Regions from separate parts of the Mus musculus genome. Here regions 1 and 2 are each linked to region 3. The links are chromatin contacts, called in public HiChIP or PLAC-seq maps. All regions are on one chromosome and are shown on one strand. The core of a region is the stretch at or near the end of the contact, and the rest is flanking DNA. Distances in the headings are between cores, read along the strand shown.

Region 1 (4,425 bases), core at 1,693-4,192, 450 kb before region 3:
AAAGATTATCCCTTCTGCAGTGAGGACAGATTCCAGGGGAAAAATTTGACTGTATGTCTATGCTTCTAATTTTTGGACAGTCTTTCATAAGATGATTTATACTTAACTTTAGTGCTGGAAGCATTGCCTGTACTGTAGCCCCTGCAAGCAGCAACGATAGCCAAACTGATTGTATGAGGGTCCAATTTCTACACAAAGATGAATATATCCAGATAAGTCTGTCTTTGCTTTGTATGGCCTGATGTCTACAGGGAGCTGCATTAGTGTTCTCATAAGGTAGACGCTTATAATCATCCTAATTACAATATATAGGTGAGTTAAAAATCATGAGCTTGCGATCAAACTGCACTCAGTGAAACACTGTCAATTTTAATCATAATTTTTAAGTTTCTTTTGCAATATTAGAATATATCCTTAACTTTTGGAAAGCAAAACTCAATTTTAAACAATCTATTCTCTTTAAAATCAATACCAAAAATCATCACCTTCACATTATGAAGTTTGTCTACCTGTTCTTATATATGAATGCATGACAGTGCAGCTTTTCATACGTCATTGAAGAGACATTGCTTTAATTTCTATCCTTTATAAATCTACTTTCTAGAATAATAATTAAACAAAATATTATCCCAATTTAGAAGTATCTTTAAAAACCTGTTTTCCTGGGTTGGCTCATGCCATGTGTTGTTTAGAATGACTCCAACCTTGAGTTACCAATTTTAAGCTAACTTTCTGTTATAAGCAAAAATCTGTTGACCCCTTTAAGAATTGCTTGTGTAGATAATCAGCCTCTAGCAGGGCTTTTCCACCTCTACTTGACTCCCAACTGCAGTGCAGTGTAACTTATCAGTTTTTGCTATGCAAATTGAGACTGCCTTTGAAACAAGTTAAACTAAATCAAAGGATGGACATCCAGCAGATAAAGTTTTAAACATTTATATTTTTCAACATGAAACACAGAACAACACTCATTCAAACAACAAAACAAAAACAAACATAAATTGACAGACATATGGACAATTTGGTGCACCAAGAACAGACAATAGACAGGGATTAGAACTTGATGTCTCAAAGGGACCCAGATATCCTAACCAGAACTAAGAATATCTCCATAGGAGACAGAGAGGAAGCAAGGCGTCTCCCGATTTCCTCCTGTCCCTAGGAGAGCTCTAAAATAGCTTATTTCCATTTTTCTTCTCTTTTGCTAAAAGGTCCCGAACAGGGGATAACTGCTTTTCTGAAACCTAGTCTCTCTATCTTTTTCTCTCTCATGTTCAAAGTCTAATTCTTTATCTCCTTCTTCTGGGAATTCTGCCAGCAAAGGGTGAGGAGTCACAGTGGTAGCTTCTGATAGTTGCTGCCCAGTGCCCTGCTTTTCTAACTCTCCTAATTACTCCTCAAACTTGTCAAATTCTTTCATATATATATGAATACACACACACACACACATATCATTCCTACTTCTGGGAATTAAGAACAACGTAAATGTAAGAATTTTTCTAACACCTGTTATTATGTTTTTGTAGTTTTGTGTTTTACTCTTTATTTATTTTATTTTATTTTAAACCCTATTCCTCCCACCTAGAGCAGCTCTTGGCTGTGAACAAATTTTCTTAACCCATGTTCCTCGTGTCTTGAGGGATTCCTTGAGATCCTGTTAAAAACAATTCATGTCTACTTAATGTGTGTCCCATATTCTAGCCACTCTTCCTACCTTTCTCGGGTTTACTGTCGATGGAGTCCCCCATGCCCATTTCTCATCTCCTGTATCTACTCTCAGGCATTCCTTTACTAAGGACCACAAAGTAAAAGCTTCAATGGGCACCTTTTCAGGACCATGAGCAGCCTAAAAGCTTCTAATTCGCTCACCAATTTTATTCCATGTTTCCACATTAATAGTACCATCCCTAGGATGGTAGGCCTGGTCAGAGTCCCTCATTAACTTGTACCATGAAGCTTGGCCACAGGACAGCAGTAGATCCTCTATTTGGGGGATTCAAGAGATCAAATGACTCAGACAGCTGGGGCATTACTAGCTCTGCACTGCCACCCCAGGGACAGACAGAGCCCTAGTATGGGAAATATTTATTTTAGGAGAATTTATTTGTCTCCAAGAGAACTTACTGTTCCTCTTACAAAGAACAGGGTATTTTGTGTACATAATTTGTTACACACTCGTTGCCCACTGCTGCAATCTCTACCTAAGTTGATAAGTCCTGCAGAGTAACTTCAGTCAATGTCAAATGGTAACAACAACTAAATCAAACAGTAGCCATGAATTTGAAAGCACTGTGTATTTAATGCAAGGTAAATGAAAAAGAAATGAAATAACATCTGATTGGCTCTCCCGGAAGACCCGCCCCCTTCTCATCCCGCCGCCCGCCCCCCTCGGCACGCCCACAGCGGAGGACGGAACTGAGCGCACAGGCGCGGTGCTGCCTCTCTCAGCTGGTTTCCCGCCCTCCTTCCTTCCCTCCCAGTCCTCTCGCCCCTCCTCAGGCCCGAGCATCTTCCTCCTTCTGGCGCCATCCTTAGCTGAGCTTTCGCCAGGGAACGTCTTCCTAGTCCCTCAGGCAGCGGTGCGGGCGCGACCCTGCTCCACGCTCGCGGTTCCCGGGGAGGAGCATACCACCAGAGCACGGGGGGAGCCGCCCTGCCAACCGCGCCTCGGCGACCCCGTGGGGCTGAGTCGACGTCACACCAGAGCACGGGGGAGCCGGCCGCCCTGCCTCCCGCGCCTCGGCGACCCCGTGGGGCTGAGGCGACGTCACACCAGAGCACGGGGGGAGCCGGCGGTCCTGCCGCCTGCGCCTCGACGACCCCGCGGGGCTGAGGCGACGCCACACCCCGCAGCCTGAGCGCACAGCGGCCTTGACCCAGAACTCGGAGCCGCGAGCGCCGCCCCCACCCATCCGGACCACGGTCAAGGCCGAGACCGAGGAGCGGAGCCTGGACAACTTCTTCGCCAAGAGGGACAAGAAAAAGAAGGAACGGAGCAGTCGGGCGGCCAACGTTGCGAGCGGCACTGACGGGAGCAGCGCGGCGGCGGGCTCCAGGCCGGGCGATGGCCGGAGCTCGGTCTCAGGTGCCAGGTCGGGCGACTTAGGGAGCTCGGGCTCTGGTGCTAGGTCCAGAGACAGCGGGAGCGCGGGCCCGGCCGACAAGGCCATAACGAAGGATGAAAATGAGTGGAAAGAATTTGAGCACATAGAGGTTGATTACAGTGGATTAAGAGTTCAGGCAATGCAAATAAGTGAAAAGCAAGATGATGATAATGAGAAGAGAGAAGATCCAGGAGATAATTGGGAAGAAGGTAGAGGTGGCAGTGGAGCAGAAAAATCTCCAGGTCCCTGGAATAAAACCGTTCTGGTACAAGCGCCTCCTGCTCCAGTAACAGTTACAGAAACCCCGGGGCCAGCAATGCCCAGTGGTGTATTTAGGCCTCCTGAGGCAAGGCTAACCACAACAAGGAAAACACCACAAGGACCACCGGAAATATACAGTGACACACAGTTCCCATCCCTGCAGTCCACTGACAAGCATGTAGAGAGCCGGAAGGATAAAGAAATGGAGAAGAGCTTTGAAGTAGTAAGACACAAAAATAGAGATAGGGAGGAGGTTTCAAAAAACCAGGCCCTTAAACTTCAGCTAGACAACCAGTATGCTGTGCTTGAGAATCAGAAGTACAGCCACACACAGTATAGGTAAGGAATGGTCTTTGCTAAGCCTACGAAGGTAATTAGACCACAGCTAACCACCAAGAACAGCCATTCATCGTTTTGATTTATGGATCTACAGTGACTGACTGAAGACCTCAAAGTCCAGTGACTGTCCCTGTTGCATTATGGAAGTTCAAGAGTCACAACTGATCTTGATGTGTGTTGGATTTAGGGGTGTTTCATTGTCTTAAGTATTTGTGAATTAGATTCAACAGTGTTTCCATATTTGCTCTGTGTATAAAACCAAACCTGCAGCAAGTGGCCATTCAAACATCTTTACGTTCAGATACTGAGCCTTCGCAAGGTTGACTACCTCAGATTTGCTGCCCTTAGTTATAGATTTCATTTGGATCACATCTTCAACATAAGGTTACAGCTACTAGTGCCTGTGTGAACCTTGAAATCAACTCTACTGGATTCCTGTCAGAAAGCCTTCAGAAGTCAGACATCTGGGTTCTGATCTGCTGTAAATGATGAAGAGGTAAGTGACCTTAATTAACCTGTTCTGTGCCTCATCCTAAGGCAAACTCTGTAGGCTTTGCCTATGTTAGACTCCCTGGAACAAGCCACTGTCAGAAATGATGTGTTTGGATCATCTGTGTGGGGCTTATGATTTATAATTTAAGTTTTTAGTTGTATGAGATAACTGTGGATTTAATTCAACCAAACTTGGGTCCACCAAATGGGGAGTGGGTGGGGGGTAGAC
Region 2 (4,882 bases), core at 426-2,925, 480 kb after region 3:
ATATATATATATATATATATATATATATAATAACATAAAATTCATATTATTTCTTCAAAATACTCTTGTTTATTTTTTAAGTCTAAGTTTGTTTAATGAATGCTACAACGTTGAGCCAGAGGATTCTCCCTCCCATCTGTCTATGCTTTTGACCATTATACGCAGCTATCTTGCTTGAGGACATTGTGGCAGTTTTGCATAATTCATAAATTGTTTTGATGGTTATCCCAGTGGTGACTTATCTTATTTCTTTTTTTTTTAAGATTTACTTATGTATTATATGTAAGTACACTGTAGCTGTCTTTGGACACTCCAAAAGAGGGTATCAGATCTCATTATGGATGGTTGTGAGCCACCATGTGGTTGCTGGGATTTGAACTCAGGATCTTTGGAAGAGCAGTTAGAGCGCTTAACTGTTGAGCCATCTCACCAGCCACCCTTATTGTTTCTTTAACGTTCTAAGTCACTTTCCTACATATAATATAAAAAGAATAATTGAGTAGGCCACACTATTCTTAGTATAAAACTGTTAAGTGTATTTATGTTTGTATGTATGTGTTTTTGTTTGCTTGTTTGTTTGTTTTTGTACTGGGCCATCTATAAATTAATAGATTTACATGTTTACTGAAGATCTCTATTTTGTTTCCTTTTCACAATGAGGATTATAGGAAATGTAATACAAACAAATAATAATGTTGAAAATTTTTTCTTTCTTTTTTTGTGGTTTTGATTTTTTTTTTTTTTTTTGAGATAGTTTCTGGGACTCTGCCTTCTGGGTGCTGTAATTAGAAACCATGCACCATGGCTGACCACCCAGCTATTAAATGTCTATTATGTATGAATATATATATGGTTATATGTTTTATTGTTGTTTTCATAATACATGTCGACATAAAAGCCAGAGTACTCGTCTTAAAGGGACCATATCTTAAAGGGAGATGATTAATATGAGTTTTTATTTTTATTTTTTTTTGCAATTTGGTCAACAAATATTGAGTACTGTGCCCTTGCCTCGTAGCTCTATGTCAAAATATGGCTCTATGTCAAAATACATGATAAACAAAACAGCAATCGGCCTTGGGCAAGGAGTTTCTAAAACAGCTCCGCTGCATGGTTCTATTTTGCCGGTTTTTTTTTTTTTAATCCACCTATTGATTTTGAGGATTATATTCTAGCCTAAGGAATCGATTTAGACCCAAATAGTTGGTTCTGATCTAACGACAGCAAAGTCTAGGCGCCACTGGGGCACTGTTGTATCTCCTAACAGCTAATCCCAAATAAAGACTCCAGGTGTTTGGGTCCAAGCTGACTCCCTCCCCCCTCCCTCCCCCCCCCACCCCCCACCCCCCATGGTAAACTTCCTAAGGTTGACTGGGGTCCTTGGATGGAGAACCTCCAAACGAATGGACAGCATATCCACCAGAGGGTGCTGTGAGGACAGGTCTGTGGTGGGAGGGGAGCTCGCCCAGTGACCCTCAAACCCAGGTAGGCTTTATTAGTTGGTTTTTCTTTCTTCTTCATGTTTCCTTCCTACCCGCTAAAACCGTCGTTACCCCTCCCCCCACTCAGGGTCTCGTTTTGAAGATAGTGATTCGACTTTCGCCGCGACTACAGCAGAGCTGTGTTCCAGAGGAAGTGTTATCTCTGTCGCGGCTGGAGACGTCCTGTCCCTGGACCGCCCGGGGCGCAGGCGGTGGGTGGGTGGGGACCTCCGAGGCCGCAGCTCGCCGTTGCGCCGCAGGGGCCGCGAAAGGGTTAACCCGGCGGGGGGGGGGGGTGCGAGAGGAGGGAGGGGGCGCGGGCCGCGCGTGCGCTCTGCCGCCCTCCATTGTCTCCACAGCGGCGAGGAGCGCCGGCGAACGCAGCCCGGGACGGAGCAGGGCGGCGCGGCTGGCTGGCGGGGCCGGCGGCGGCTGGAGCCGGAGCACGACGCCACGCGACCGCGGCTTCCAGAGCTCCGCCTGGCTACCCCACCGCCGCGAGCCCTCCCGAAGCCTGGAGGAGTGAGGGCCGCCGGCGCGGGCTGTGGAGTCCTGAGACGGGGGACGCGAACGGCGCGGCGCCTCCCTCCCTTCGCTGCGGCTCCTTAGGCTCCTGAGCCCGGGGGGCGGCCTGTGGCGCGAGGCGCCGGCTCTGGACCCCGCTTCTTCGGACCTGGGCTCCGGAGCCTCGCTGGCGGATGCTCTACCTCTGCACATCGCACCCAGGTGGTTCAGCTCGCACCTAATATGAGTTTTTAAATAAAACATTTTCAAATCTGCTTTTAGGGTAAGATATACATACTCCCACTGTACTGGTCTAGATGCTATCTCTTTGATCCTTATCCCACTTCTGGCCTGTATTGCTTGAGGATATACATTAACTTGTCCCATATTTCTTGAGGACCTACATTAACTTTAAGAGATGGTTGCACCTTCTGTAGGATATGATCTTCCTGTGCACTCCCTTGAAATACTAAACTCTATTCCAAAGATTAAAAGGATGATTTATGCCTGTGCTTTCGTATACATATCACATATATGGCAATAGACATATGAATATGAACGCTTTGAAGATGTTTATGTGATTTTCTTACTACTTCTGCCTCTTTAAAGTCAAACGAATGCGCTTTTCAAGAACTATGTAAGAGATAACTCTAAATAACTTTTTAAATTATTATTTAAGAACCTACTTTAAGGCTTATACAGATATTTTAGAGTTTACAGATGATTAATATATTGCAACATAATGATATATTTTTAAAAATTAGTTATCCTTGTTATTAGCTTAAAAATGAATAATTAAGTCAAACTCTATCCTGATCTGGATGTCTTATCATATTTTGTTACCTCTTAAGTACAATAAAAGTAAATGCTGTTTCTAACAACAAAACTCCATGTCCTCTTACACTGCATAATGGCTTAAATTTTAACACATACTTAATTTAAATTTGGTCACAAAACTACTAATGTATTTTAACTACTTATAACAGATATCTAAAACACTATGTTTTATGTGTTTTAGATAAAGCCTCTTGGTCTTCCATTTTTAATTAACTCATTAAAATTGTTTTCTAAATTTCATGATAACAAGAAGAATGAAGTATATTGTAAAAAATTATTTAAACTGGATATATTTGTTAATAAGTTAAAAATAATAAAGAGTTTCTGGTTTCCATCTGCTCCTGGAGCTGACCCTGTGCCACAGCTCTCCAAACCCAAATTCCTCTGGGAGAAAGCTGGTCTTCCAGGAGTGCTGACACACCTGAGAGCACAGGTAAGACCACCACTTCTGCTCAAATACCCAGCCCAAGAGGACCCTCCTAGAGCCCTCAGGACACAGGAACCAAGAAGCAGCCTGGGACCAGATCCTTCTAGAATCTATCTGCACTCGGAGCTGACCTTGTGCCACAGCTCTCCATACCCAAATCCCACCATAAGAGAACTGGTCTCCCAAGAGTGCTGACACACAGGCTTACAGGAGGGACAAGCCACAGTCAGAGACAGAAAGACCAGAAAACACCACAGAAAACCAGATGGCAAGAGGCAGGCACAAGAATATAAGCAACAGAAACCAAGGCTACTTGGCATCATTAGAACCCAGTTCTCCCACTACAGCAAGCCTTGGATACCCCAACACACAGGAAAAGCAAGACTCTGTTTAAAATCACATCTCATGATGATGATAAAGGAATTTAAGAAGAACATAAATAACTCTCTTAAAGAAATACAGGAGAACTCGGATAAACAGCTAGAAACCCTTCAAGAGGAAACATAAAAATCCCTTAAGGAATTACAGGAAAATACAACCAAACAAGCAAAGGATTGAACAAACTCATCCAGATTCTAAAAATGGAAGTAGAAACAATAAAGAAATCACAAAGGAAGACAAACTTGGAGACAAAAAACCTAGGAAAGAGATCAGGAGTCATAGATGCAAGCATCACCAATAGAATAAAAGAGATAGAAGAGAGAGACTCTCAGGTGCAGAAGATACCACAGAAAACATGGACACAACAGTCAGAGACAATGCAAAAAGCAAAAAGCTCCTAACCAAAGGAAAACAAAACAAAAACAAAAAAACAAACAAACAAACAAAAAACCCCAGGAAATACAGGATATAATGAGAAGACCAATGTTAGGGATAATAGGTATAGAAGAGAGTGAAGATTCCCAACATAAAGGGGCAGTAAATATCTTCAACAACATTATAGAAGAAAATTTCCATAACTTAAAGAAAGAGATACCCATGAACATACAAGAAGTCTACAGAACTCCAAATAGGTTGGACCAGAAAAGAAATTCCTCCTGGCACTTGATAGTCAAAACACAAAATGCACAAAACAAAGAAAGAATATTAAAAGCAGTAAGGGAACAAGGTCAAATAACATATAAAGGCAGACCTATCAGAATTGCACCAGACTTCTCACCAGACTATGAAACTAGAAGATCCTGGGCCAATGTCATACAAACGCTAAGAGAACAACAATGCCAGCCCAGGCTACTATAGCCACCAAAAATCTCAATTATCATAGATGGAGAAACCAAGATACTCCAAGACAAAACCAAATTTACATAATATCTCTCCACAAATCCAGCCCTACAACAGGTAAAAGATGAAAAACTCCAACACAAGAAGGGAAACTCTACCCTAGAAATAGCAAGAAAGTAATCTTTCAACAAACCCAAAAGAAGTTAACCATACAAACATAATTCTACCTCTATCAACAAAAACAACTGGTAGCAACAATCACCACTCCTTAATATCTCTTAACATCAATGACTCCATTCCCCAATAAAAAGACTCAGACTGGTTACTCCTCCAGAGAGCCAAATAACCCTATTTTTTAAAAAATGGGGAATAGAACTAAACAGAGAATTCTCAACTGAGGAAACATGAATGG
Region 3 (4,566 bases), core at 536-3,035:
AGAGGCATATCCTGCAAGTTATTCTCTGACCTCCAATCTCATGCCCATATACTCATTCAACTAGAATGATAGGTAAATAACAGACAGACAGACAGCAGACAGACAGAATAGAGTCCTGACAGAAACAACTTAAACAAGGATTTCTTTAAGAGGACAGGCTCTTGGTTCCAGAGAAATACAAGCCTGACTTGCAAGGAAAGTATGGCATGAATGTGAATGGTTACATTGTGTCTGCACTACAGAAGCAGGGAGAGATGCATGGTGGTGCTCAGCTTGCTTTCTACTTGTTACTTGTCCCAGGTCCACAGTCCACTATTTGGTGCTGCATACATCCAGGTTGTGTATTCCATTCTCAGCTGAAGCTCTGAGGAAATGTGCTTATAGACATGTCTAGAATCATGTTCCCTAGGTGACTCTAAATTTAGTTAAGGTGACAATAGAAACTGAGATCACATAAGACCACAGACTTTTGTCGCTGATAGCATCACTGTGGTAATGTAAGAATTTTAAATTTGGGGATGTATTGGAATCTGATTTTTCAGGTAAAGAGTGATCAGTCTTTCCTGTGATGGTTGTCATGGATATAACGTCTGCTCAATAAGGTAAAAGATATCATTGAGTGTTCATGAAAAGTGATGAAACCTATTAATCCATTATTATCTGTGTACTACCTGGCACAGGAAGGCATCCTCTTGTTGGGTAGATGACACTCTGGAGTGTTTTCTCACAATCCAGATTAGAATGGTTTTCCAGTTTTCCATTGTAAGATTGGGGACTCCTATTTTGTGGGTTCAGCATCCCCAGAGTTAAGAACCTTTTTAGCATCCTAGAGGCCTAAAGAGCTAAGACAGTAAGCTAGGCAGAGTGATGCATTCTTTTTTTTTTAAGATTTATTTATTATATATAAGTACACTGTAGCTGTCTTCAGACACACCAGAAGAGGGCGTCAGATCTCGTTATGGATGGTTGTGAGCCACCATGTGGTTGCTGGGATTTGAACTCCGGACCTTTGGAAGAGCAGTCGGGTACTCTTACCCACTGAGCCATCTCACCAGCCCAGAGTGATGCATTCTTACAAATCAGAATGGAATTAGAGGAGAGGGGATGTCTGTAAATTCAAGGCAAGTCTTGTCTACACAGAAAGTTCTAGGACAACTTCCCTCTTCTGAGATTGAAACTATGTGACATAACTTGGCTTATTTATTCATTCTTTTTTTTTTTTAATTTTGAGACAGATCTCACTGTGGAGTCTTGTCTGGAACTCCCTATGTAAACCAGGTTGATCTTGTATTCACAGAGATCTACCCTTCTCTAGCTCCCCAGAACTGGATAAAGTTGTATACCACCATGCCTGCCTAGTTCCATTTTTGATAGGATTTCTTAAGCAGCCCTGGTAGAATTTAGACTCAGCATCTCACTGAGGTTAATCTTGAACTTCTGATCCTGCTGCCTCACTTCCCTAAGTGCTAGGTTATAGCCTTCTGCTGCCACACAGGGTTTTATGAGTGCAGTGGATTGAACTCATGGCTTCCTTCAGGCTACACAAGTATTACAGAGAACTCCTTCCATAGTCTGGACCTTAGGCTGAATCATTTTCTCTTTTACGTGTCTGGATACCTCGAGTTACATGGTGATTTTGTGAAAGAAATTGAGCATCTGAATGCTTTTTAATATAAATCCGAGCCTTGGAGAAGGACACACGGATCAGCCGAGGCTAGGAAAAGCTGTCCCACAACCTGAGCCTGTGCGATGGGCCACTCCACAGGTAGGGACCCAAAGGTCTGATCAGGTCATTTGGATATGAGGGCCTCTTGGGAGGCTCCCAGTCTGGAGTGTTTGAAATGAGACACAGACCACAGAATTCGGTGTGACTTCAAAGAATGATGGCTTCCAGAAACTCTAACTTTCTAACTATACTGAATGCTGACGGTAACTTCTAAAAAGGCATATATATATATTTTTTTTGTTTATTCTGAGAGTTAAAAGCTACTGGCTTAGGCAATTAGGCAATTACCACCTGTAGCCTAACAGCAGGATTGTAAGTAATGTAGCCTCTGTGCTGTCTCCCATGAATTGCAGCGCACAAACTTACAGCCTGCTGCTTGATTTGGAGGAAAGAAAGGGGACACTTTAAAAAGAGATTTTAATGTTCATTTCTAAGTTGTAAATCTTTCCTATGAAAGCTCTCTAAGAAAAGGGGGGAAAGCTGAATGATCTAGAGCTGAACAAGGGAAATTTGTGCTCCTCACTTTATCCTCAGCCCTTATACATCTTCCAGAATACATGACCACATGGTAAAAAATGATCACAAGTTTACACATAAATTCAAATCATAAATCGAATAAGAAGTTTAAAACACTGAATGTTAACATGCATATTCATTAAGAGTAATTACATGGTTATACATTCCTCACCTATCACAGGTCCACAGGTTCACAGAGGGTTAAAAATAGTAAGTAAGTTATTAGTAAAGTTTTGCAAATATAAATCTAGCCAATCTCTTTTCTTCTGTTCTTGTACCTATAATAAATCATTCATTCCCTTTTTATGACTTTTAACTAATGCTTTTACAACCTCTGAGCAGAAAAATGTCTGGTTTTTATCTCCGAAGTGAGAATAAAGGATAGCAGAGTTTTCACTGCAGTTCTGACTATCAGAATGGTATTAATTTTGTTATTAAAAGAGCTTAGTAATTAACATCAACTTAGGAATTTTTTGGATCATTATTGTATAGGATAAAGAAACTATCTACATATCTTTAGTGTATCACTACAAGTTAGTTCATCTTGTAGTTCTTCAGAGATCTGCTCAACCTTGTGAACTGATTCCTAATGGTCTATATTTATGTTTAATAGTGACAGGAAAAGCACATTAAGAGCAGCAATCTTTCCTTAAGTGATTTTCTCCAGGACCTTGCCTACTGAAGCTCTTTCATAATTTTGCTAGCCTAAAGTGAAGTAATCTCAGGAAGATCACCAGTTTGTTGTCCTCAGATATTAGGACATATTAACTTGTCCTTTGATAGCTCTTACTAATTGTATATCTTCAGGAATTAATAAGGATTTTTCTATTAGGATGATTGTAAAGCGCCCTGCTTATGTTTTGCTGCCAGTAGATATAGGGGAAGAATCTTGGTATGATAATTCAACTTTAGAAGTTGTAAAGAATATTAATGAGCTAACTAGGCCTAAAAGGTGTGTGGCTGCTCTTATTTTAGGAATATCTGCCTTGATAGCAATGCTTACTACCTTTGCAGTTTCAACTACTGCTCTGGTGAAAAGTATGCAGACTGCAACCTTTGTTAATGAATTGCATAGGAATATTACCTTAGGCTTGTCTGAATAAAGGATAATTGATTTGAAATTGGAAGCAAGGAATAATGCCTTAGAAGATGTAGTTTTGAAAATGGGACAGGCGGTGGCAAATATTAAAGCTAGATTGTCCACTAAATGTCATGTTAAATTTCAATATATTTGTGTTACACCATTGTCATATAATTCATCCTTAGAAGAATGGAATAGGACAAGGGCACATTTGTTAGGTATTTGGAAAGATGATAGTATCTCCTATGATATGAAACAATTACAGGAATAAATTACAGTTATGATTCAACGATATTTGGATAGCTGGGATGTGAATAAATTAGCTTTTATTCATTTATTTATTTATTATTTATTTATTTATTTATTTACGGCTAATGTGAAGTGTTGTTTCTGTAACTTCTTTTTCAGCCTGTTTATCACTTTGTGTGGAGCAGAACTAATGATTTCTTCAAGTCAATTGTGTATGTAGATACTTTGCTACATTTATCAATGTAACGTTTTGGTAGAATTTTTTTTGGCTCACATATATATACTGTCATATTATCTGAAAATAGAAAAATCACTGTTTTATTTTTTTTTCGAAACAGGGTTTCTCTGTATGGCCCCGGCTGTCCTGGAACTCACTTTGTAGACCAGGCTGGCCTCGAACTCAGAAATCTTCCTGCCTCTGCCTCCCGAGTGCTGGGATTAAAGGTGTGCGCCAACACGCCCGGCCAAAAATCACTATTTTCTTCTTTCCAAATGGTATTCCCTTAGTTTCTTTTAGTTGCCTTATTGCTTGAGCTAGAACTTCAAATACTATATCAAAGAGACATGGGGACAACTGACAGACTTTTCTTGTGATAGAGAATTCTTTCTTTAAACCTTTGCTTTTAACATGGAATTTTTAAAATGTAATTCCAAAGCCTTTAGTACACTTCCTATCAATTAATGGTCAATTTCGTTATTACCCTGTGCCAGAGAGCCTGGCAAATCTGTATGGAATCTTATATGTGTTATATGTAGTCAATTACTCTTATTTGTTATAGTTGAATAAATAGTGAAGTCAATTCAGAATCATCCTAAATAAGATCAACAGGCTCTATGTGTAAAACAAACATTTCTCTATATTGAGAGGTATTTACTATGATAAGACACTTGAAAATCTGAGAACACCATGAGTATTGCACATAATTAAGATTTTTGAACTGATTTCCTGGGACTCTCAGCCACCTTACTTAAATCTTCTGCCTTTCCTGATTTA

Evidence for each region. HiChIP or PLAC-seq counts read pairs in DNA pulled down with a chosen protein or histone mark.
Region 1: a contact with region 3 is called in an H3K4me3 HiChIP or PLAC-seq map of embryonic stem cells, with 2.6 times the contacts expected there. The contact joins two enhancer-like sites. A contact is called at or near these places in 1 of 484 Hi-C or Micro-C datasets (nephron progenitors), 3 of 115 datasets of contacts at active chromatin or transcription factors (embryonic stem cells and stem cell-derived neural progenitor cells) and 1 of 9 other capture datasets (embryonic tail).
Region 2: an H3K4me3 HiChIP or PLAC-seq map of embryonic stem cells shows a contact between it and region 3, with 20 read pairs. The contact joins two enhancer-like sites. A contact is called at or near these places in 1 of 15 datasets of contacts at CTCF or cohesin (the NIH/3T3 cell line) and 5 of 115 datasets of contacts at active chromatin or transcription factors (bone marrow-derived dendritic cells, embryonic stem cells, regulatory T cell precursor and 1 more).

Annotation. Positions count from the first base shown.
Region 1 is chr4:146,472,404-146,476,828 of GRCm38.p6, forward strand. It overlaps the pseudogene Vmn2r-ps16 and the pseudogene Gm13241. Among named protein-coding and RNA genes, the nearest start is that of Zfp992, 26 kb to the left of the region's middle. Within about 2 kb of position 2,943, at least 13 of the 459 cell types and tissues checked have an H3K27ac peak or open chromatin away from gene starts, as enhancers often do. A contact at or near this core is called in embryonic stem cells, where this site is marked.
Region 2 is chr4:147,405,371-147,410,252 of GRCm38.p6, forward strand. No RefSeq gene overlaps it. Among named protein-coding and RNA genes, the nearest start is that of Gm46898, 3.9 kb to the right of the region's middle. Within about 2 kb of position 1,676, at least 77 of the 459 cell types and tissues checked have an H3K27ac peak or open chromatin away from gene starts, as enhancers often do. A contact at or near this core is called in embryonic stem cells, where this site is marked.
Region 3 is chr4:146,923,741-146,928,306 of GRCm38.p6, forward strand. All of the region lies in intron 6 of Zfp993 (zinc finger protein 845), which reads left to right. Among named protein-coding and RNA genes, the nearest start is that of Gm21411, 25 kb to the left of the region's middle. Within about 2 kb of position 1,786, at least 13 of the 459 cell types and tissues checked have an H3K27ac peak or open chromatin away from gene starts, as enhancers often do. A contact at or near this core is called in embryonic stem cells, where this site is marked.